Linked DNA regions of Mus musculus: regions 2, 3 and 4 are each linked to region 1. The links are chromatin contacts, called in public promoter capture Hi-C maps. All regions are on one chromosome and are shown on one strand. Each heading gives the region's core, a stretch centred on a gene start, on an enhancer-like site or on the middle of the called end of the contact. The rest is flanking DNA. Distances are from core to core; before and after follow the strand shown.

Evidence for each region. Promoter capture Hi-C pulls out the DNA fragments that hold promoters and counts their contacts.
Region 2: a promoter capture Hi-C map of pre-B cells shows a contact between it and region 1, with 4 times the contacts expected there. The contact joins the promoter of Zfp120 here to the promoter of Pygb in region 1. A contact is called at or near these places in 2 of 39 promoter capture datasets (liver and pre-B cells), 3 of 484 Hi-C or Micro-C datasets (B cells, CD4 T cells and CD8 T cells), 1 of 115 datasets of contacts at active chromatin or transcription factors (bone marrow-derived macrophages) and 1 of 9 other capture datasets (adipose tissue).
Region 3: a contact with region 1 is called in a promoter capture Hi-C map of pre-B cells, with 6 times the contacts expected there. The contact joins the promoter of Nsfl1c here to the promoter of Pygb in region 1. A contact is called at or near these places in 6 of 39 promoter capture datasets (the 3T3-L1 cell line, embryonic stem cells, hippocampal neurons and 2 more), 1 of 484 Hi-C or Micro-C datasets (LSK cells), 3 of 115 datasets of contacts at active chromatin or transcription factors (astrocytes, embryonic stem cells and stem cell-derived neural progenitor cells) and 2 of 9 other capture datasets (adipose tissue and embryonic stem cells).
Region 4: a promoter capture Hi-C map of hippocampal neurons shows a contact between it and region 1, with 2.6 times the contacts expected there. The contact joins the enhancer-like site here to the promoter of Pygb in region 1. A contact is called at or near these places in 3 of 39 promoter capture datasets (the 3T3-L1 cell line, hippocampal neurons and liver), 3 of 115 datasets of contacts at active chromatin or transcription factors (astrocytes, large pre-B cells and stem cell-derived neural progenitor cells) and 2 of 9 other capture datasets (adipose tissue and embryonic stem cells).

Annotation. Positions count from the first base shown.
Region 1 is chr2:150,784,908-150,788,189 of GRCm38.p6, forward strand. Pygb (brain glycogen phosphorylase) reads left to right here and starts at 1,889. Exons shown (of 20, transcript NM_153781.1): 1 at 1,889-2,203. The coding sequence starts at 1,961. It overlaps Gm30141 (a long non-coding RNA gene), which reads right to left and starts at 1,845. Exons shown (of 3, transcript XR_375102.4): 1 at 1,064-1,845.
Region 2 is chr2:150,135,176-150,138,438 of GRCm38.p6, forward strand. Zfp120 (zinc finger protein 120) reads right to left here and starts at 1,503. Exons shown (of 4, transcript NM_181266.2): 1 at 1,393-1,503. The coding sequence starts at 1,467.
Region 3 is chr2:151,492,369-151,495,435 of GRCm38.p6, forward strand. It overlaps Nsfl1c (NSFL1 (p97) cofactor (p47)), which reads left to right and starts at 1,814. Exons shown (of 10, transcript NM_198326.3): 1 at 1,814-2,044. The coding sequence starts at 1,940.
Region 4 is chr2:151,511,281-151,514,540 of GRCm38.p6, forward strand. It overlaps Nsfl1c (NSFL1 (p97) cofactor (p47)), which reads left to right. Exons shown (of 10, transcript NM_198326.3): 10 at 1-30. Among named protein-coding and RNA genes, the nearest start is that of Gm52533, 5.6 kb to the right of the region's middle. Within about 2 kb of position 1,856, at least 24 of the 459 cell types and tissues checked have an H3K27ac peak or open chromatin away from gene starts, as enhancers often do. A contact at or near this core is called in hippocampal neurons, where this site is marked.

The DNA.
Region 1 (3,282 bases), core at 639-3,138:
AGGGGAAAACATTCCAGTGTGTTGTCTCCCAAGAAGTCTGCCACTGAGTAGAGGTTGAGGTAAATTAACTTTGGAATCATCAAACCAGGAACAACTTAATTTGCCTTTTCTAGAACTGGCACTGGAATGCAGGGTATCCATTGTGCAAACCACACTATTACTGAGCTACACCTCCAGTCCTACACCTGGACTTTTATGACATCCCCTGTGGCAACCTTTATCTCCATAAGCAGGACCGTCTGCATCCCCATCAGCTAACCTAAAGAGGCAAATGAAGGCAAGTCACTGACCTCACTATGTGGGGAAAGCGTCTCCACAACAAGGGAAGGCAGTTCTTCTGGGGCCAAGGGAGTTTACAGGAGGCAGCACTGTATATCGATGACCAGAGGGTCTCATCCCAGAGCTCCCTGGGAAAGAGTGCCAAGCGGCAGCTTTGAAAGCTGCTCCCCACATATGGTGAAGGGTTATGTGTCTCTGTCAGAGAGGCTGATCTCTAGCTATAGGGTATTCCTTCAAAAACTATATATATTCATGTATGAATGTATGTCTGTATAATTTTATGATAGCTTGGTGTCTGGTTATGTAGGAGTCAATTGGATTAAAGTTTTACTTAGGTAGGTTGAGTCCTGCCTTGTTAAAAAAAAAAAAAAAAAAAAAAAACCACCCACCCTTTATCTGGAAAACAAACATTTGCCAAAACTGCCTGAAGGGAAGGTTGTCACAGAGGACTAAGGTCATGCTGAACCTCCTCTTACAGTTTGCTAAGAGAAAAGTTCTTTTACAGTCCAAGACTACTGTTATTTGCAATTCCTGTATGCCTTTTTATTGCTACCTGCCTGATACATATTATTGAAATTATAATGTATTCTTATATAAAACCATTTGTTTCTGCAATTTATGTTGCTGTAAACACTCCTAACTAAACTCCCTTAATGATTAAGGGATTCAGAGACCACTCTGAGATGGTCCCCTAGGCAGGCAGTGTTGCCTCCTGACCTATAAACGGTAAGAAATTTGGGCTGGCCTAAACCCTTTCAGAACCTCAGCTTGCTTCCCTGCTCACCAATGAAATGTTTCTCCTTCTTCTCCTTGTGCATGGCTGACTTCTTTCTGGATGGAATTTTTCTTTAACAACCAGAAAGGTTGTGATTGATAGTAGCCTCTGCCCATCCTTGGAGAGAATGCTGTATACTTAATTTGCAGCAGATTTTTTGTGTTTGTCACTGCAGCCTAGACTGGCGATTTGTATTTTGAGGAGTTCCATGCAGTTTGTTCTCCAGAGCTGAAGTGGTGTCATGGAGGCACAAACATTGATATGACTTATGAATTTTTAGTTTTTGCACAAACAACGTTTTTTTCTTGCGTGTGTTTTCAGAACCACCTGTCAGCTTGGCGACGAGTCCCAGCAGGTATTGGGGGCTGTCTGTCAAGCGTGTGCACACTTCTCTGAACGTTTAACAGAGCTCAGCTACACCTGAGCACCCAATGCAGTCCTAAAAAGGGCATCTGGTGATTCTGTGCAGAGCCAGTCCCTGCAGCCCCGGAAACTCCAGGAAGTCCCTGAATGGCAAGAGTTTGCCTTCCAGTGTGGCAGGCGCAGCCACTGGTTCGGTTTCTACTTTTGCCTCATAAAAGTGGTAAATCTTAGGTATGGGGAAGCTGCAGTCCGGTTTTTCCAGCCCCAGACACACCAGTAAAGGAATAAACCATTTCCCCTCGAGCGTCCACGTTCTCTTCCCGGCTGAAACAGCCTGATTGACGGGCTCTTTCTCCGAGGCTCCGCCTCCAGATCAGCCCACGCCCATCCACAGGGCCCGGCCCTCTCGCAAAGCGCAGGCGCAATCCGTATGAGCCGGCCTCCGCTGCAGTCCTTGGCGCCAGAGACACCGCAGCATCCCAGCGCTAGAGTCTTCTCTGCTCGCTCCAGGGCCGTACCCTGTCCTCTGCCTCTTCTGGCGCCATGGCGAAGCCGTTGACGGACAGTGAGAGGCAGAAGCAGATCAGCGTGCGTGGCATCGCGGGGCTGGGCGACGTGGCCGAGGTGCGGAAGAGCTTCAACAGACACCTGCATTTCACGCTGGTCAAGGACCGCAATGTGGCCACGCCCCGCGACTACTTCTTCGCTCTGGCACACACAGTTCGCGACCACCTAGTGGGCCGCTGGATCCGCACGCAGCAGCATTACTATGAGCGGGACCCCAAGGTGAGCAGCCCGCCCTCCCTGGGAGGGAGACCGAGCCCAGGGCAGGGCGGGTCCCGCCCCCCCCCCCCTCCCAAGTATCGCCCACGGGCCTGGTCCCTGTTGCACCACGGTCACCTGCGACCAATGAAGAGACAGTAGAGTTATGCATCCTCCTTCGAAGGACCGGTGCATACCCTCTCTTTCGGGTTTCGTTTTAATTGAGACCCATCCCCCTGCTCCCCGGCCCGCAGTCCCCAGTCCCTAAGTATGGCTTTGAGTGGCCCCTTGTCTTCCACCGCAGTCAGTCCCCCACCGGTACGTTGTCTGGAATCTGGCTGTATGGAGCCAGGCCTCTGCCCACGGCGGAGTTGCGCATCCCAGAGAAGTGCTCTAGGGGTCTGCTCTTGCCGGCGGATTTTCCGGCTGTTTTCCAGCTGTGGACTTCCGAGATGGCTTCAGAGTTCATGCTTCCTCTACTCCCCCACTCCCCTCCCCCTTTTGTTTTTCTGCAGCCCCGAGCGAAGAAGATGGGGGACTGGAACTAGATCCGGTAGTTTTATGAGTCGGAAAGGGGTGAGATCAGTAATCTGCAGGGAATTGCCCCGCCCCGTGCTCCCCACCCTACCCCCTACTCCGAGACTGATGAGAAGAAAATCACTTGTAATGCCTGCCTGAAACAGGAGAGGGTCCGAAACTCAAAGATGGAATCCTCGTGGGGAAGGCTGCCTTTGAGGTTTCCACCTTGACAAAACTTGTTAGCAAGTTGCTTTAGAAGTTGTAGCATTTTTTCTGTTTTGCAAACCTTTATTCTTAGTAGGAAAACAAAATACACTGAACGGAGCCTTTGACAGTTCTCACCACCCCAACCCCCAAAACTTCTCAGCTCTGTCTGCTGGACTGCTAACTCTGTGCAATTAAGCTGGCTTCAAACCCACGGAAACCCACCAGCCTCTGCCTCCAGAGTGCTGGGATTATTAAGGCGTGTGCCAGCTCCACCAGGTCCCCCAGTCCTCCTTATTCTGTTCCGTTTATGTTTCCAGGTAATTGCTGTTCCTAAATACACAGGTATGCATATTTGTATGCTGCACAATTTTGTGGCT
Region 2 (3,263 bases), core at 253-2,752, 650 kb before region 1:
TGAGTTCCAAGATAGCCAGGGCTACACAGAGAAAACCTGCCTGGAAAAATAAATAAATAAATAAATAAATAAACGGAAGAAAGTATCAAAGCTGTGATGGGGGTGTCTTGGATAGGCTGTCTTATGCCACACAGGCTTCTGAAGAACAGCATCCTGTATACTTCTTACAGGGGGAAAATGGAACAAGATACGAGACTTTTATGAAGTCAGCACAAACTACTATACAGTGAGAAAACCACAGGAAGGAGCTAATAAAAGAAAGCTGGAGAAACAGGAAGAGAGAACCTCTCAAAAACGTTCCTGACCAAGCCCACACTGGACTCGGGACTGACAACCATAGCCGCATGTGGTGGGATCTCAGGGTCTGAAGCAAGCCATCCCCGAAGGCCCTGGCCCCAGACCTCCACCCGCTCTCCCAAGCACCGTCCTTGCTTTAGAGAAGGAGCTCTATTTTATTCTCAGCACTTCAGGGCCTTAGGGGAAGCTCCCAAGCCTGAGCCCCAGGCTGGCATTGGCTCTGGAGACCTAGAAGGAGCTGTTCTATGCCTTGCTTGACCAGGCCAGTCCTCACCAAAACAGTGTTTTTCCTTTTCAAAAGGTTGTCACCAGCTGTAGTCTTGCCCATGTGGCAAAACGATGCTTTTCTCAAGAAGAAAACCAGACCTTTATGGCACACCAGGCCTTAAAATTGGTTGTGGCCCTATTTTACCCCTTGGAGCCACTTGTTAGAGACCTGCTCTTTGAAGTCAGGATGGGCCTAATTCATGATTGTAAAGCAGAGTTGTCTCCTATGTTATGGTTTGTGGACAAATGTCTGGACAATCCTGGTACACTACCACATGTATTCTAGCATCCTATTCTCCATTCGGCCTTTTTAGCATAGCACATACCTGTGTGGAGTTTTAGGGGCAGTCCTTTCTCACCTACATTCGACTTGCCGTCACTACAAGCATTAGTCTAGATCCTTTACATCAATTTTACTCTTCTACATCACCGCTTAATATTTGAGTGCTATCCGACACACGAGATGCCTTTTACAGGCTCCACAAAATTAACTCGAAATGGGTCTTATACCTACCTGTAAAATGCCTAAATGCTAAGGCCAAAACTTACTATAGAAACTAGGGCTCTCCGAGTTTGGCATCCTGCCAAGGGTATTTCTACACAGAAGCCCTTTCCCCAAATGTTTTGTGTAGATGCAGCCACGCTAGTGAGATGATTCAGTGCCCACCGCCAGGTCCAGAGAGAGAGAAAAGGACCACAGGGAAGCTCACAAGTCTCAGCTTCTGTCAGGCTGCTGTTTACTACTGAGCCCTGGGACGACCCAGCACTCCAGCCCCCTTGGCTCAGCCGCCTGCTCCTCCCCTTTGTGGGAGACCGCCTGGCACTTACCATGTCGGAACTTCTGGGCTTGCCTGAGGTCCCCGCACCCAGGAGCGGTACACAGAACACATCAAGCAGAAACATTCGCGACTGCCAGCTTTAAAAGAGGAACTTGCAAGATCGCACCCGGAAGAGCCCGCCTTCACTTTTGAGTGGCAGATCCGGCTGGATGTCCTGATTGGCTAGTGAATCTGGAGTGACATACACACCACCCATAGGATTAGAGTGTGTTGAAGGGACACAGAGGAATAATTCCAGGCACAGGTTGCCAGCAGAGGCCAGTCCTTTTCCGGGTCTGTAGAAATTTGCATTTCAGTACCACCTGTGTCTGTCTTCCAATTGCTTGCTGGTCTTTTTCCCCCACCCTGGTCAGGGGAAGACCCACAACTCCAATTTGCTGTTGCTGAGTTACCCGCCTCTCTCCACTGTGGGCCACATTGCAAATTTGGAGCTTTCCAAAGCTCCAGTCACAACACTCAGTAGGCACTTCCGCTTCTTCCTTTTGGAATCATTGAGACTTTACTTAGGGAATGTTGATAAGTTCACATATAGGTTTGCCTACCCCTATGCATGCTATGTTAAATCCTCTTCTGAACTTGATCACAAGGTAAAAGCAGAGATTTTTAATGGCATATAGCTCAAAGTCATGCAGAAACATTTTGTAAATTATAAAAGTGATGGACAGAAATGCCTCTAGAATGTCCATCTTCTATTACAAAATCTTAGCTAACCATCCAGTAAATGACGCTGTAAAAGTAGATGGCTAAGGAGCCAATGCTGCCTGTTAATCATTATCTGTGATCTAACCAATAAATGTATCAAAATGTATAGATACAAAAATGTATCAATGTATAGAAAGAACAGAGAACACTAATGCAGAGGACCAACCTCACCTAGGTCTGGATTCCTAAGAGAAGGGGTGTTCGAGAGCAACAGGGAAACAAGCAACTAGAACTCAAATCATGGGTCCAAGCTGCTGGCTTATGTTCTGCTGAGATAGCATTCCAGATGAGATGGCTTCCCAGACTGCTTTCTCTGTGTCTGTGTGTTCTGCTCTGCTCTAGACAGATTTTACCTTCTATTCTAAAACCTCTGAGGTTGAGACAGCTAGCTTTCTGCTTGAGACAGCTCTCTGCTAGTAAAAATTCTAAACGCTCTCTGGATAGCTCCTCAGTTTTCTGACCAAAGTCAGAAAAAACTGATCTAAAAAATTCGTGGCTTTTCCAACCAATTCAAAAAATACTGTTAGAAAAATTCTAAAAGTAATTCTTGGGTTTTCAAAATCAGAAAGGAAAAAAAAATCTGCTGTGTTCACTCTTCACATAGTCTTCTCTGGATAACTGCTAGAAAATATTTTAACAGAGCTGTGTCGCCTCTCTAAGTAATTCTTTGGGTTTCTAACCTCAGACATTAGAATGTTAGAAAAAAATCCTGAAGAGCTGTGTTTGCTTTCCAGAGATATCCAGATAGCTCAGCTCTCAATACTGAAAAAAACATTTTAAAAAGTAGTGCAGTATCTTCCTGCTAGCTCATCATATGCAGATCAAAAGCCTGTTTTTTTTAATTATATATGAATTTGGTTATTTATTCCAGGATCCCTTTTGATTATCCTATGAATCACCAGCCCATAACCCCAGCTCCTTGATGCTTAGGAGACAGCAAGTACATTTTATTTATTTATTTTTAACAATGTAAAAGAATTCAGAAATCTTGCTTAACTCTGTTATGTAGCTGGGTAGGAGTGTGCTGGGGGGACACAGAGTAGTTGCAAGCAGTGGAATGTTTCTATTGAGGCTTACTGGGCTATCCTAGTAGGTATTTGGAAGACTCTGCTGCTGAGAGTGACTTGTACTGTGCAGACCTGGCCCAAGATGTTTCAG
Region 3 (3,067 bases), core at 564-3,063, 710 kb after region 1:
GTGTTAGTCTGGAAGCCATGAGTATTGTGTGGAGTGCCCTGGATATTTGGGAGAACATGTGGAATGGACTAACTGGAAGCTATAGGTTCTGGGTACATTTCATACCTGAATGACAAGAAAGTCAGCTTTAAATTGAAACCAGAACTTGACCACAGGTGGAGCTGTGGGTGATGCTGTGTATATGTAGAGAGACAGCGAAGATAGAGGCTTGGTCAGTCTTTCTCCAAACTTCCAGGCTAGGACATTTGTTTAAAACTGGGATTGAAACTATAGCCTCTCCCATGACAGGCAAGGCCTCTGGCACTGGGCTGCATCCTCTGCCTTTTAGCATGGATTCACTTTCTCACCAGGTTTAGTTTTGTTTCCCAGACTGACTTTAAATATGCTCTGCAAGGTCACTCTTTCAGTCTCAGGCACCTGAGAAGCTGGGACGGCAAGGCCCAGGTTGTACTTTTCATTAGGTGTGGTCCTACTGAACCTCTGGTTTCTGTCTTTACCTGTAAAATGGGAATACTAACCTCTACCTAGCAGAGGTTTATTTTATGATGAAATAGATAATAATGTGAACACAGCACCTTCAGCAGGCTAAGGGAACCCTAATGCCCTGCACCCACAATTATTCCTATAGTCTTCTTGATAGCTGTCAGGCTGGGCAGAGGGCTGACTATGAATCGGACCAGCATCAAAAGCAGATAGGGTTCTCCTTACTGCTTCTCTGCAATGTGTTAGGTTCCAAATGGCCTCTGTGGGCCTTTTCAGTTGGTTACAGTGGGACTGATCTGCAGTTATACCAAAGGACGGTATTCACACCAATCCAGTGCTGTCGCGTTTGCAGCCATGCCCGAGGCTGGCTTAGAAGTTGGAGATGCCCCTGGCAGAGCTACTTCCTGCTCTTCATTCTCATAGTATGACTCTGTGGAACAAAAAGACTGAAAGGGGCTCTTGCATAGACCACTCCCTGTGAGATCCTCATTGTCTGATCCATGTGTTATTTCATCCATTCACTTATTCATTCATTCACACATTCATTAGTAGTGGCTTCATGCACAGTGAATGTGGCTCTGAGTCAGGCATAGGAAGAAGAGGAGAAAAACAAAGCATATAATCAGCTGACAGGAACCTCACTGAACACTCAATAAGTTCTGGTAGAATAATTGCTGGTCACCAACTTAGCAGATTGTAGGATGGTAACAGTTTAACCTTGAAAATGAGGGATAAATAGATGGACTTAGGAGGCTCCCAGCTTCACTTGTCCCCACTTTCACTTGAGGGGCAGCACTGTTGGAGAGAGAGCTCTAAACTTTCTCTGTAGGTGACACATGTCCATCTTACCTCTGCTCTGAGTCTCCTTGTCCTGGGCCAGCCTGCCAGTGGCAATGCAATGGTGATTTGCTAGATGCTGTGGAAAGTGGCAGGCTGAGACTTATACTAGTTTAAGATAGGAAACCATGGGGATGTGAGCATCGGTTAGAACTGTTAGGGTCAAAGGACATAAGCAACAAGAAGACAGGATACTTTGTTTTATCTCTGTTATTTCCACAGCCCTTGGAAGAGCATCAAGCCATAGACAGCGTAATGCTTCAAGAAGGAAATTAATGTGCAAATAAATAATTAACGAAATAAAGGGATGAGACCATGAGTAATTTCCAGGATCTGATTTCGGGACTACTTCATCCTGTGGGAAAACCAGCCCCTCCCTACTCACTTCCATCGACCTTCTACTTCAGCCATTAAGGTGAGGCTCACATAGGGGCCACCAGAGGGCGCGAGGCGGCTAGGTTTCCCACACGGAGGGCTTTTCCTGTGGCACCGCATTGGGCGGAGCCTACGAGCAGGCGCCCAGCGGCTGGACGCGGTAGAACGGCGGGCGGAACGCAGACCTGGGGTTCGGGCTGTTGCAGTGTCCGCCGGAGCGGTTTGGGAAGTGCACGGGGCGAAGATGGCGGAGGAGCGGCAGGACGCGTTGAGGGAGTTCGTGGCGGTGACTGGCACTGAGGAGGACAGGGCCCGTTTCTTCCTGGAGTCGGCTGGCTGGGACCTGCAGGTAGCGCCGCGAGGCGGGCCGCTTCGGACGGGCTGGGGAATACGGAGTGCGGCGTCGGCTCTGCGATCCCTACGCGGCCGAAGCGCACAGTCATCCCTGCGGGGCTGGGCCCTGCCTGGCCCAGGCCTCATGGTGCCTGGGGTCGCTTGCCACGCGTCACCGGCCTGGCTTGGAAGTTCATGGAGGCGGGCGGGCCCTGCTTTGCAGGGCCTCTGTTTTCCTGCGGGCTCGCAGTGTTGGCGAGACTTTGGGCGCTGCCGCAGTCCGCGTGGAGTCGTCGCCTGGGGGCGTGGCTGCCACGGCGAGTGCCTGCGGGTGGCCGGGTGGAATCGAGTGCCCTGCTTCCAGATGGAGCCCCACCGAGGTCGCGGTGGCCTTCCGATTCCGCTTCTGCAAGGATGCTGTGCTGGTGGGGGAAACCCTGCAAGGCATCAGCCCACGCCCCACTCTTGCCTAATTGCAGGGAGAAACTACCTGTGGGATTGTGGCGCACGTTTGGGGTCTCTGCACATTTCGTAGTTAACTGTAAAATGGGAATTTCTTAGGACTTACTGTCTTGTTCACTGGCATGTAGTAAATAGTCACTAAGGAATTAATTTAGAAGGCAAAGCTCCACCAGGCATAAAATGTTGCACACTTCTGATCCCTAGAGCAACACCCATCTCTTATTGCTCAGAAACACAGTAATTAATGTTAGAAAGAATTGATTGCATAAATGTCCTTGGCCAGCCTACATCTTAGGTAGATGACGATGACTAATATTTCTTGAGTACCTACAACAAGCCAGGCACTGTTCAGCATTACAGAATGTCTCATTTACATGTCTCACATTGCAGCTGAGACTTGGAGGATAAATAACTTGCTGAAGAGCTAACTACTAATTAAACAGGTAAAGACTAACCCTATCTTATGGATAAGGAATTGGACCCTCAAAGGGACACCGAATGTGCTCACTGTGTGAGCTTTCTGATGTAACCATGTCTACTGACTGTAATATTTAGCTTCCCAAACATTAGGGATCTT
Region 4 (3,260 bases), core at 606-3,105, 730 kb after region 1:
TAAAAAACACAAAAATTTGAAGAAATACTACCAATTCTGTTATATAGAAATTCCCACTGGAGCTGTAATTGATTGCTAGAAAATCTTATCTTGGGGCGTGGTAAGGGGACTTTGCTTTCATCCTCTGCGTAAAAGTCACTGTGTACACATAATCATCTCCTGCTGTGGTCCTCCTGCTGCAGGTGGTTGTGTGGAGGATTCCTCCTAGAATAGAGGGGTTTTCTTTTGGATGTGGCACATGACAACCTTAGTGGGTTCAGGTAGGTGTCTTTTTCTAGGAAAAAAGCAGAAAATGTCACTAATGCTAGCAGCAGATACACATATGGGAATGAATGTCTTATGTATCTTGAGTGCCTTTAACTGTAGTGGTGGTCACAAGAGTCTGTGGAGAAGCAATTTTATTTGGGTATGTATAGTTAACGTGTAGCTTTGGGACGCAAGTTCTGTTTTACACTTGTTCCCTGCCCTTCGGACCTTTGACTTGCAGCAGCTTCAGGCATATCCCAGCCTGGTGAAGACATCCACCATTGAAGGCATAAAAAGGATAGTAGGGACCTTGGATAGAACCTCTTCTGCCTCCTTTACTGTACTGCTTCCTGCCCTGCCCAGAGCCAGGAGCCAATGTGATACTGTGAGCTACCAAGAAGCATCCTTAGACAGGGTCTTAGAAAACAGTGTTCTCCTGGGGTTGCAACGTCTCCGGCATATTGGTTACACCGGAACCAAAGATCTGGAAAAACAAAATTGGTCATTATAAACAGAACAAGGACAACAGAGTTTGTCCTGCATATTGAGTTGCTTGGAAGGAAGTTGGCAGCACCTCTATTTCTGCACTTCACAGGGCCCAGGTCACACTTGGCAAATGGTAGGGTGCATGGGCAAGGTTCCTGGGACCATGCTCTAATGCCCAGGCTTTCCTACATAATTCAGGCCCCTTCCACTACCTGGTTTTGCCTACATCCTCAATGATTTGCAAAGGGTCCTGGGTTTTCCCCCTGCCTGTGAAGTAAATATGGATGGCAGCTGCTTGAACTTGCCCCAGTTCTGTGCCTGGCCCACAGCCAAAGGAACTGCATAGAATGGGCTCCATGCCCAGGAAGGCTGTTTCCAGCTTCAGGCTTCTGTTCTGGAGGCTCAGGTGGAAACATCTGTCCACCCAGATGGGCTTTCATCAGATACTCTAGGGCTGTTGAACTGAGGGCAGTTCTCCACTGCATCATTGTGGATCATCCTAGCATTGCATGACAAGTAGGGGAATCACTTGAAACTAAGTAGGCTGTGCTTAGCATGCATTACAATGCCTGGACATGTCTTGATCTGTCGGAAGAGTACTTCTTATTCACCAGAGTAAAGGTAAGTTAATTATGATGCCTGTTGTGGGGGATAGGATCCCACTGTTTGCTCTGGCTGGTCTGGAAGTTACTATACCTCCATGTCAGGTTTCATGATGCCTTTTCTAACAAGTGCAGTTCAAGCTTGTTCAAAGAAACATGTTTGATCTTACTACACCAACCAACTCACAAGTAGAGTTATATACATCTCTTCCTCCTTAGAAGATGATTATGGAAGGAAGGAAGGAAGCATGCAGGCAGGGACTGAGCACATTCTTGGCTTTAGATGATACTGCCGCAGTTCCTTCCAGAGTACCACTAGCTGTTTCCTGCCATCAATACAATAGAGCATGCCCCTCTCCGCCAGACTCTTCAGGGTGACTTGGAATTTACTAAGAGCAACTGGTACAAACATAGGCCCCCTGCTGCTCCCTCTTTCTAACCTGCTCTGTTCTAACCACTAGATTCAAGACAGCTACTATCTGAGACCCTTTCTCAGGCCCAAATAAAAGGTCTTCCTTCTTACAAATGGGTGTGGCTCTGTTTTAATGGTCTGACTGTCTTCCTAGCTCCTTTCAGAGAGAGCAAGCCTGAGAAGCAGGGTAGAAAGCACATGGTCGAAGCATCTTACCTGTTCCCAGTCTGAGCCAGATCTTGCACATGATCAATCTCAGTAGCTCTGTCTCCCCCCCCTCCCCCCAATATGGTATTTTTAATAATTTGGGGATTTCACACTTGCTTCCTATCCCCATTCCTCGCAGGTCCACCCTTGATCTGCATACACCCAAATTATTCCAAGTCCAATTTGTGTTTCCCATATACTCATTGGAGCATGCTCAGACTCCCAGTGGCCACCCTTAAAGAGAACTGAGTCCTTCCCCACACGGCAGCAGCCTCTCTGGCACCTGCTGGGCCTCGTGGCTGCTCCAAGGAACCTGGTAGACCCTGTGTCAGTACCTTTATCCCTCGATGCCACCTAGGTGCTACTTGCCATTAGCTCCCTGGCCAGCTTCCTTCATCTCTCATGTGGAGTAAGCAGTAATTCCATGGATCTGCCCTTAACCAACATCATGTCTCACCCAGCAGAGGGCTCCTTTCACCACATTAACCATATGCTATGGCCTGATTCTCTAGTGCCCTGTGTGCATTTGATTGTGCCTGGAAACTCCTAAGGGACCTTGCAGGATCAGCTCCTGCCTACTACTATCAGCTCCCCGACATTCTCTGGCCTGTTTATTTGCTCCTTGCCTGATACAACATATACTGTCCATTTGTGTGTGTGTTTACTTTGGCCCTCACTAGAGCCTAACCTCTACCAAGGCAGGGTGTTTGGTATTCTTCACCCACACCTGGCTATGTTCAGCAGTAGTGGGGCAGATGAAATTGAAATGGAGTTGAGATTCTTATGTAAAGGATACACCCCCACTCACAATCTTCCCAGTAGGCTCTCAGCCAGAGAGGTAGCTTTTTAAAGAACATTGGTTACTCTAGCTTCATTCTGTGCAGATGGTTTAAAAAAAAAATGCAGACTAAAACCAGATGAACTTAGGAGGTGAGACATGCTGTGAAGAGAATGTTTCAGCACCTGGCTTACCAGTTACTGCCTACTGAGAACCTGAGGTTGTTGCCAGGACTTGAGCTACCACAAAGAATGCCAGCTACTGCCATTATTTTCACACTAACTTTGTACTTTACCTCCAATGGAAAAATGGGCAGAACTACATTTGAACCATTCACTGTTGTACTGCAAAGCCAGACTTCATGGTTGTTCTGCTGTGAAAAAGGCCCAAAGGACAGAGGTGGCAGTGATGGCAAGGGAGTATGGAGGAGTCTAGAAGAGAGCACCTGAGAGTTGGGTGGTAAAGGATGCCTGGAGATTGGTTTTTTTGAAAAAGAGGAAGCCACTGGACATGGTAGTACATGCCTTTA